Linked DNA regions of Sus scrofa: regions 1 and 3 are each linked to region 2. Evidence: chromatin contacts called from public Hi-C data. All regions are on one chromosome and are shown on one strand. Each heading gives the region's core, a stretch centred on a gene start, on an enhancer-like site or on the middle of the called end of the contact. The rest is flanking DNA. Distances are from core to core; before and after follow the strand shown. Region 1 holds the start of KLF15 (Kruppel like factor 15). Region 2 has its middle 36 kb from the start of KLF15. Region 3 holds the start of CFAP100 (cilia- and flagella-associated protein 100).

What was found. A called contact is a pair of places that touch in the nucleus more often than the background predicts.
Region 1: a contact with region 2 is called in a Hi-C map of liver, with 6 times the contacts expected there. The contact joins the promoter of KLF15 here to the enhancer-like site in region 2. A contact is called at or near these places in 2 of 5 promoter capture datasets (both in liver), 16 of 47 Hi-C or Micro-C datasets (brain, embryonic fibroblasts, fetal liver and 7 more) and 1 of 2 datasets of contacts at active chromatin or transcription factors (skeletal muscle).
Region 3: a Hi-C map of skeletal muscle shows a contact between it and region 2, with 5 times the contacts expected there. The contact joins the promoter of CFAP100 here to the enhancer-like site in region 2. A contact is called at or near these places in 3 of 5 promoter capture datasets (fetal liver and liver), 24 of 47 Hi-C or Micro-C datasets (adipose tissue, alveolar macrophages, brain and 10 more) and 1 of 2 datasets of contacts at active chromatin or transcription factors (skeletal muscle).

What each region holds. Positions count from the first base shown.
Region 1 is chr7:53,888,759-53,891,827 of Sscrofa11.1, reverse strand. KLF15 (Kruppel like factor 15) reads left to right here and starts at 1,270. Exons shown (of 3, transcript NM_001134349.2): 1 at 1,270-1,432. It overlaps LOC102164647 (a long non-coding RNA gene), which reads right to left and starts at 1,179. Exons shown (of 3, transcript XR_002345796.1): 1 at 655-1,179.
Region 2 is chr7:53,853,340-53,856,268 of Sscrofa11.1, reverse strand. No RefSeq gene overlaps it. Among named protein-coding and RNA genes, the nearest start is that of KLF15, 36 kb to the left of the region's middle. Within about 2 kb of position 1,393, at least 57 of the 83 cell types and tissues checked have an H3K27ac peak or open chromatin away from gene starts, as enhancers often do. A contact at or near this core is called in adipose tissue, brain, embryonic fibroblasts and 7 more, where this site is marked.
Region 3 is chr7:53,907,937-53,911,267 of Sscrofa11.1, reverse strand. CFAP100 (cilia- and flagella-associated protein 100) reads right to left here and starts at 1,915. Exons shown (of 15, transcript XM_021098950.1): 1 at 1,789-1,915; 2 at 567-677. The coding sequence starts at 657.

The DNA.
Region 1 (3,069 bases), core at 21-2,520, 36 kb before region 2:
TGCTGAGCAGAATTAGGCTGGGCAGAATTTTTGGTTTTTTTCGGGGGGTGGGGACTGTACCTGTGGCATATGGAGGTTCCCAGGCGAGGGGTTGAATCAGAGCTATAGCTGCAGGCCTACACCACAGCCACAGCAATGCCAGATCCGAGCCGTGTCTTCAGCCTACACCACAGCTCACGGCAACGCTGGATCCTTAACCCACTGAGCAAGGCCAGGGATCGAACCCGCAACCTCATGGTTCCTAGTCGGGTTCGTTAACCACTGAGCCACAACGGGAACTCCTGGGGGGTGTACTTTTAGGAGAATTACAAGAAAGCTTCCGACAGGGTCATCACCATCCTCATCACCAGTCTCCTCCCCTCAGGCTCCTGGTGGCAGCAGGAGCTGCCTCCCTGGCACTGCTGGCTGTACAGGGAGGGGCTGCCGGAGGCAGAGCCCAGCGCGGGCACCGACTTAAGGGCCCAGACCCATGGCATTCCAGAGAGCCTGGACAGGTCCTGACCATGAATCCCTTCCCTAGCAATGTCCTGGGGAGGAACAGAAACGCTCTCCACCTCCCCGTCCAGGAAGGGAAAGGATGTGAGCTCCATAGAATGAGCTCTCGGCCCACCATTCTGGTTGTCTGGAAGATGCCTGCTCACCCTCTCTCCTTACCAGCTGTATCTGGGAGCACCGCAGCCTCAAGAGTCTGTCTCTTCATCTGTAAACTGTTGGCCAAGAATCCATAGGTGTGGGTAAAGGACGCGCAGCGCGCGCGGCACCCTCAGTTCACTTGTCTCCTGGACAGGTCACTCTGCGCCTTGCGCTTCCTGTCTCCCGGGGAGACTGCTGCCAACCCCAGCGAACGCCCGGCAAGGGGACTGGCTGCTCACCTAATGCGCGCCCTCGTTTCTCCAGCAGCGTCCCTGATAAATCCTCGCTTTACCCGTTGGCCCGCTGCGGGATGTAGGTGGGAGCTGGGGAGGCCGCGGTTGCCCCGCCGCTCCAACCCCTCGTGGGCCCTTCTCCGAGGCCCAGGCCAGTGCCACGTTCTCACCTGGGTTAGAACTTAAGGAGTAGACACCTCAACCGCTGCGAGTTCACTGCAAAGGGTGTGAGCCAGGAGGGGGCGGGGCCGGGGGCGCGGCTCTGAGTCCCGGTGGCCGCGGGCCGTGGGCGGGGCCATGGGCGGAGCGCGGCGCGTGACGCGTGTCTCGGACCAATGGGGCGCGCGCCCACGGCCGAGCCTCCTGCGAGCCTTCGCGGCGCCCGCCGCGTCACGTGAGCCCGGAGAGTGAGCGCGGAGCAAGCGGCGGCGGCGGGGCTCCGCCGCAGCAACGCGGGCCCGGGCGAGCTCGAGCGGGTGCAGGACGCGCTGCCGCCGCCCCCAAAGCAGCCCGCGGGGCCCAGGACCGCCGGGCCTGGCCGCCGGCCGGCCGTGCGCCGAGTTCAGGTGGGAGCGGCACGGTGCGGCCGGATACGCCGAGAGCCGGCCTGGCGCGCAGGGAGCTGCCGGGGGGCGGGGGGTGGGGGGGCGCGGGGGGGGCGAGGGGCGCGGGCGAACCTCTAGGCGCGAGGCCTGGCGCCCGCACAGCTGTCCTGGGATCCGCGTGAGCGTCCCAGGAAATGTCGGAGGAGCAAGGTAGCGCCGCGCTGGGCCAGGAGCGGACAGCTGGTGGCAGAGCGACCCCACGTGCCCAGCCGCACTTTCCCTGCACGGGTCAGTCCGCTGCCTCGGCGCCTGCCGCGCGTGTCCGTATGCGCGACGAGAGCGGGCCTCCCATATGGCAGGCGCGGCGGGGCCTGCGGGCGGGCGGGTGCGCGGCGGGGAGGGGTGGAGGGGTTACTGTCGGTCACCTCAGCCGGCCCGGGGGAGGGGGCGCGGGCCGAGGGCTCGGTGCTCCCGGGGCGGCGCTCCAGGCTCCCCGCGCCTCCCCTTCTCGCGCACGTTCCCACACATGCGGGGGCACCACGCGGCCCCACGCGCGAGTGTGTCTCGGACGCCTCCTCCGACTCTCACCACGCCCCGCACACGCAGTCACACGGCACGAAGTAGCACCCCCTGCGTCGTTAGCAAAGCAGGGAGTCCACCCCGCCCGCGGAGAAGATCCGTTCCCTGTGGACCCTCCCCCCTCCCCCCCAAGGAGAGGTTGTTTTCTCCCCCAGTCCGCGGGCGTGACAAAATCCCCAAGTGCCTGGGCCCCTCGGATCACTTTCTCCCTAAGGGCCAGGTGGCTCGTGGGGAGACCGGCCGCCCCACAGGTGCGAGGACGCTAGGCTCATGACTTTAGGACCGGCGGGGCGGCGGGGGAGCAAAGACTCTTATTTTGAAGAGCGGCCCCGGCCGGCTGCCCCCGTGATTTGCACGCTGACCCAATGGAAGGCCCTTGGCCGGCGCTCGGCTTGTTATCAATTACATGTTGTTCCTGCAGCCGCTGTGTCCCCGGGAGGATAAACAGCAGGCCTGGCCGGGCCGGGTAGGGGCGGAGTCCAGCCGTGGCCGGGGACCGGTGCCCGGAACAGGGCGTCCCTCCCCCTGCACGCAGCCTGCTGTGCCACGTGCTGCTATGCCGGGCGCCCTACAGCCCCCGCTGCCTCTCAGTGCTCTGGGTCCACCCAGGCTGCTGAGCTCTGCATTAGGACCCTGCCCGCCTGATCCTGGCCCTCTGTTCCTGGTCCCACCCCTGCTCCCTTCCCTTTCGCTCAGTCAGCAAGTTGTGCCGGGTCCTGATTCGGACTCTGGGATAAGTGTCGAAATGGCTTCTATTCTGGAGGGGAGGTAGACAGAAAATGAAGCACACAAATACATAAGATAGTTTCCCGCAGTGGCAGCTGTTAGGAAGACTCTGATGTGAGGCGTTTTAACTGGGTGGTCAGGCCCCGCAGGGAGTGACTCCTGAGCTGAGCTGAGATCTAAGTAAGGCACCCCTGCAGTGCTCGGGAAGAGGAGCCTATGGAGCAGGAACAGCCAGGATGGTGGCCTGAGGCTGGTGAGCTTGGTGCACAGCAAGTGCCAGTGGGGCAGTTGGAGCTGAGGTCTGGGGCAGATGGGCAGGCGCTGGGCTGCTGGGAGGAGATGGGGTGCTGCTT
Region 2 (2,929 bases), core at 144-2,643:
TGGAAGAGAATGATGGCTGAGCAGACAGGACCTGCAATGGGGCATGGGGTGAGCTGCCACTCTTTCCTCTGCAACTCACCCTCTGCCCGTGGGGAGATTTCACAGCCCACCCAGTGCCCCCCACATACGTCTTGCATCACTGCTCTGCCAGCACCCCCATCCCCCACCCAGGGCTGTCTTCAGACACACAGCAGAGCCTGCATCCTCGCGGCCAGCCCAGCCAGGGCCACCAGAGCCTGAACTAGTTGTCTTCTTCAGCACGGCCACAGGTGTCCCAGCCATGCTGGACGTCCCCTCACCAGAGGCAACCCCCTCACCCCCTGCCTCAGTATCCACCTGGAGCCAGATCAGATTCAGTGGCTTCTGCCCTGTTCTCACTCAAGTGGGGCCATGACTTAACCTATGGGTCAGAGCGTCCCAGGAACTGGACCCCCTGCCCATTGGCCTAACACAGGTGGGACTCAGGCCCACACTCAGGGGAAAGTGTGGCTCAGCTAGGGAAGGGAGCCCCACCATAAGCAAGTGGGCCTGCACACACAAGGCCCAGAGAAGGGGCAGAGTCCTAGGGGCCTCAGGAGGCTGGGACTCAGCTATGGGAGACGGGGGCATCAGGCAAGCAGAAGCACCTGGGAAGGGCCAGCGCTTTGCAAAGGCTGTTGCTGCTACAATAATGGTACCAGGCACAGAGAGCAAACTGCTCAACCGCCTTCATCTCTGCAGAATGGGGTTGTCAACTAAAAAATAAGCACAACCAAAAGGCTGAGAGCTATGTTTTCCTCGGGGAACAAAATTGAGGACTTACGTCCAGGACACAGCATCTCAGATAGCTCTGAGACAGCTCAGAGGAGGCAGGGGGGGTGCCAGGAGATACAGGAGTTTTGCAACAAAGGGCAGGGCATCGGAACAAAAGATTACTGTCGATAAAAGAAAATTAGGTATCTCGGGAGTTCCCGTCGTGGCGCAGTGGTTAACAAATCCGACTAGGAACCATGAGGTTGAGGGTTCGATCCCTGCCCTTGCTCAGTGGGTTAACGATCCGGCGTTGCTGTGAGCTGTGGTGTAGGTCGCAGACGCGGCTCGGATCCCGCGTTGCTGTGGCTCTGGCGTAGGCCGGTGGCTGCAGCTCCAATTCGACCCCTAGCCTGGGAACCTCCATATGCCGCGGGAGCGGCCCAAGAAATAGCTAAAAAGACAAAAAAAAAAAAAAAAATAGGTATCTCGAGTTAAGGAATGCAGCGCTTTTCTGTATATGGGAAAACACATGTCAGGGCTCACTGAAATCATTCCTGTGATTTGCAGTTCAGCTCTCTGGGACCTGCATCCTGTGCTTCCCAACCTCAGGGCTCACCGTCCAGAACAGCTGCAGTCCGACGGCCGCTAGATGGCAGGTGTTCTTTGTTTCCTCCCTGGGTTCCCTTGGGGCTCACCGGCTCTCGCAGCTGGAACCACTGATCGCTGTAACCTCCTTTGCTTATTGACACGGCAGGCGATATTTTCTTTCTCAGGGTGACAGCAAAACCTAGCTCTTGGAACACCTGCGGGCGCAAGACTCTATGCACTTAGGCTGCCTAAAGGCCCCTAGGCCGCCTCTGGCCCTGGCTGCCCCCTGGGCCCAGCGCACCATTTCTGAGCTCAGACCACCCGTGGGCGGGATGGCTTCCGCCTGCATCCCTGGGCTCCTGGGACGCCGCTCACATGTTCCTGGCCTCCAGCTCTGGGCCTGCACCCAGCCCCGCAGAGCTTCATTCTTCCTCCCTTTAATCACCAACTCTCCGCTCAGGCCCCCGCCCCCACGCGGGAGTTATGAAAGGAATGTACCAATTCCAGCCCCAGCGCGCCCAGGAATGCGGCCGCCCTCCCGGCGGAGCTCCGCCCAGAACCCGCCCAGGCTCCGCCTCAGCAGTGGGAGAGCGCGGGCGCGGGAAGCTTGCAGGTGGTGGTGGGGGGTGCTCCAGGGGCGCGCTGGCATGGTGCGCACACCTGAAATGTGCCTGTGCACGCGGAGGGGGGACACGCGGGCTTTATGCACATGCAGCACTCTTAACCGCCGCAGGCTCGTGGTCTCCTCACACAGTGAGGCCAAACAAACCAGGGTTTGGAGTACAGAAGGGTTTACTGCAGGGCCAAGCGAGGATAGGGGTGACTCATACCCTAAAAAGCCCCCGAACTCCCCACAGGATTTCCCCGAAGCATTTTGAAAAACCCGGGGAGGGAAGAGAGTTTCGGGTTCGCGATCAGCTCCTGCACAGACTGGTTGATGGGTGGGGTCACAGCAGGGTGTCACACAGGTTAACAGAATCAGTTCTTAGGCTTCTGGAGGTCTGGGGCTACCTGCTCAAGGTCATCAGCTAGTTAACATCATCTATTTGGTGGAGGGAGGGGAGTGTTTCACATCTGTAAAACATCTCAGGAAAAGATACTCTTTTCTAGGTAACTCTGTGGGAGTTAAAGCAAAGGATGTGCGAGAAGGCCCCATAGGGTCCTGTTCAGTTACAGCACTGCAGGTGGGATGCACACAAGGTATATATGCCAGACACACCAGGCTCTCCACAAACAAATACACATAGCAGGGTGTTTGCACTCACAGAGATGTGCACGCCCACGACTCACACACATTGCAGTGGAGAGCACACAAAATACAGCACATCAAAGGTACACAGATGTGAGTGGTGTCATGTGCCCACACAGAGACCACCCCCACCCCCCCCGCCCCTCCGCTGCCCCAAGCAGGACCAGCTTCAGTCTCCTTTGTGGACTGGCCAAAGGCAGAGGGCCCTGAAGTCCCAGGCAGAGATCACCATGCCCAGCTCCCCAAGCAGAGCAGCAACTATATCTCCCTCCCCGGACAGCCAGTGCCAGCCTGGCTGGCCTGGCCTTAGGGCCTGAGGCCTCCTGGGAAGTGCTGTACCTGGAGGAGGCTGGGGGCTGG
Region 3 (3,331 bases), core at 666-3,165, 54 kb before region 2:
GTATCCCCCAAAATGAAAGCTTTTGAAGATCTGAAATCCTAACTCCCTTCCAGAATGTGACCCTGTCTGGGTGTTTGCCGATGAAACTAAGCCTGAGGTCATCCTGGGGCAGTGTGGGTGCCCACTCCAACATGACTGCTGTCCCCAACAAGAAGGGGAGATCGAACACCAAGTGAAGGTGAAGGCAGAGACGAAGCTAATGCTTCTGCAAGCCAGACAACAAAAATCACCCACAAACCCCCAGACACTGGGGGAAAGCATGGAACAGAGTCCCCCTCGTGGCCTCCCAAAGGATCCAGCCCTGCCCCTGGCACCTTGATTGTGGACTTCCAGCCCCCAGAACTATGAAACAATAAACCTGTTGTTTAAGGCCCCAGCCTGGGGCGGAACTTCGTTACAGCAGCTCTAGGAAATAAAACAAGGAGTTTCTGCAGAACCAGGGAAGTCTGAGATTCCTGCTTCATGGCTGATTTAGAATCACTGTGCGCCTTGATAACATCTAGACCTCACTGCCACAGGTGCCCAAGGCTGCCTGTGACGCTGAGAGACCCCAGCCCAGCACTTACTGTTATGCAAAGACAGGTCCTTGGACAGGGTAGGAAGCAGGATCTTGGACATCCGGGCAAAGGAGGAAGCTCTCACTGAGAAACTTGACATTGGCTAAAGGAGATTCCAACCTGGGGAGAAACACACTGCTTGAGCCAAGCAGTCCCCAGTCCCCTGCCCGGCAGTGACTGAGAACAGCTAGCATTTACTGAGGGCTCACCAGGTGCCCAGCACCTGCAGCTCCTTGCTCCCACCCCCCATCCTCTCTCCCCTCCTGGGCCCCATTCCAGCAGCTGTGCCTCATCTCTGTTCCCAGGGCCTGCCAGCCCTGGTCTGCCCCAGCTCTGTCCTCTCCCGCACCCAGATCTGAACTCAAGCCTCACTCCTTCCAGGAAGTATCCTCTCAACACTCCATCCACTCCCATGTGACCTCATTTTCTTTTCTTCTCTGCAATTACCAATGTTTGATTTATCACTTAAAAAAGCAATTTCTTGCCTATCTTCCCCCTAGAATGTAAACTCCATGAAAACAGGCAGCTACCCATTGATTTGCAGCCCAGTGCTCATCAAGCCTCCGGTAAGAGCTTGGAGCTTCTTAACTGTTTACTGAACAAGTGAGTTTTCTTTTTGCAGAAGAGAAACCTAAGCAGAGATTCAGCAGGCTGTTCAAAGTCACACACCCGGAAAGGGCCAAGGCTGGACTCCACCCCAAGATTCCTCGACTCCAAAGCCTACTTACACCCGTTGGCGCGGGCTAGCACTACCAGGCCTCCCAACAACCCCACCTTGGCCATCTGCTGTATGGCAAGGGTGCACGGGCCTGGAGCTAGGGAGGGATGGCTAGCTGGCTGAGTATGTGATACAGCTGGTACACTGCGAGTAAGGAGGGCCCCTGCAACCAAGGCTTGGAGGGGCGCTCTAGGTGTCTGCCCCTACCCCTACAGCCTCCCCCCCGCCCCGCCTCCCCCCCACCTCCCCCTACCTCTCCTGCCCGCCTCCCCCACCTCGCCCCGACTGCCGCCCCACCGCACAAACCCCGCCCCTACCCCGCACGACTGCCCGCCCCGCCCCGCCAGCACACAACGGACCCCGACCAAGCATACCCCCGTCTCACTTGCAGCCCCCACTACCCCGCACACACCCCATCCCGACTCCGCGCGCCCGCCGCCTAGCCTGCCCACCCCTGCACACACCCCGCCCCGACCCTGCGCGCCCCCGCATCCAGGTCTGGCGCGCCCTCACCGGCCCCGCACGCCTGCGCTCGCTCAGAAGTCTCAGAGCCGCTGAACCCGACTCTGCGCACGCGCGCGCCCAGGCGGTCAGTTTACGTCGTCAAGGCAACCGTTCTCCTGGCGGGCGGGGTTGTGACATCACAAAAGTCGCGGAGGGCCGGCAGCTCCCTGGCCGCAGGAGGGCAGCGCGTGACCGCTTGGAAGCAGCCGGCTCCCCGGTTCCTGGGTTTCCTTACTCTGTCATCATTTTACGCCCCTCCGGCTCTTTTTCCTTCATTTTCTGGCTGATTCTTTCACTGTGCACCAGGATGCACGTAGTACAGAGACAGACCTGATCATTCCCGTGGAGTGGACCTCACTTTCTTAAAGTGTGCCTCTTAAAGTGTGGTATCGGGCCACAGCATCTCAAATGCTGGGAACTCGTTAGAAAAAACAATGCTCTGCTGGACCCCGAAGCAGAAACTCTGGGGGCAGGCAGATCCGGGGATCTGGGCTGTGACGAGATCGCCTGGTGATTGCTATGCTAGCTCAGGTTGAAGAACCACTGCCCCTTAGGGTGCCAGAGACATATAATAAAGGCAGAGTTTTTGTCTAAGTTTATAAACAGAGGGCGGGACCCCCGTTTGATTGCCCAGGTTCACCAGCTGTTGTGGCCATGGGCACCAGGGGCTGCCTTCCTCGCCTCTCTGGCTCAGGGCCCTGTTTCACACCACACAGCAGGAGGCCCGTCCTTGAATTTGACCATAGTCACCCAGCCCTGCTCACATATCTGGGAAATTTATAGATTGAGCTGGGGGCAAAATCAGGGCAGGGAGCCCAGTTCTGCCAGGGGAGCGGAATCACCCTCCCTGAATCACCCTCGGAGTGCCAGGACCTCACGGGCAGTAACTACAGTGTGGGGGCTTCCAATCTGTTAAGCCACACATGTGGTGTGTGTGTGTGTGTGTGTGTGTGTGTGTGTGTGTATGTGTATACACGTGGAGGGTATCAGCAGCTGGAATCAGATACCCTGGACAGACGGTCCCCCCACTCAGGCAGCTTGCCATTCTAATGACCCAGCCACCACCTATCTTGGCAGCCTGGCGTCCTTCCGAGCTATCAGAGCACGTTGCTGGGCATAGGGTTAGGGGCCAGCAGCCACAACAGGCTTTGATGAGGGTGACTGAGGAGGGAGAGCACAGTTCTGAGAGGATTTCTCTCAAACACCACACGAGTTCTTAATGGGACTTCAGAAATCTGGAAAAGAGACAAACCAAAAAGGAGAAGACGGGGTAGCAGCCAGAGTTACTGGGATCAGAAACAGAAATCAACAATAGCCAATTAGGGAAAAAGGCCAGGGCACTTACCCCTGCTGCACAGGGTGGGAGCCAGGCTGGGAGATGGTGTGGCCAGCAAGCCCAAAGCTGCAGCAGGCATGTCATGGGGGAGGCACACCTGATGTGACTCTGACCCGCAACACCTGGGTCACCTGTCCACACTCTGTGTCTCAGGGTCCCACCTCCACCCTGGCGGCAAGCGGGGTGGGGAGAGCTTCTTCAGTGATAGGTGGGGAC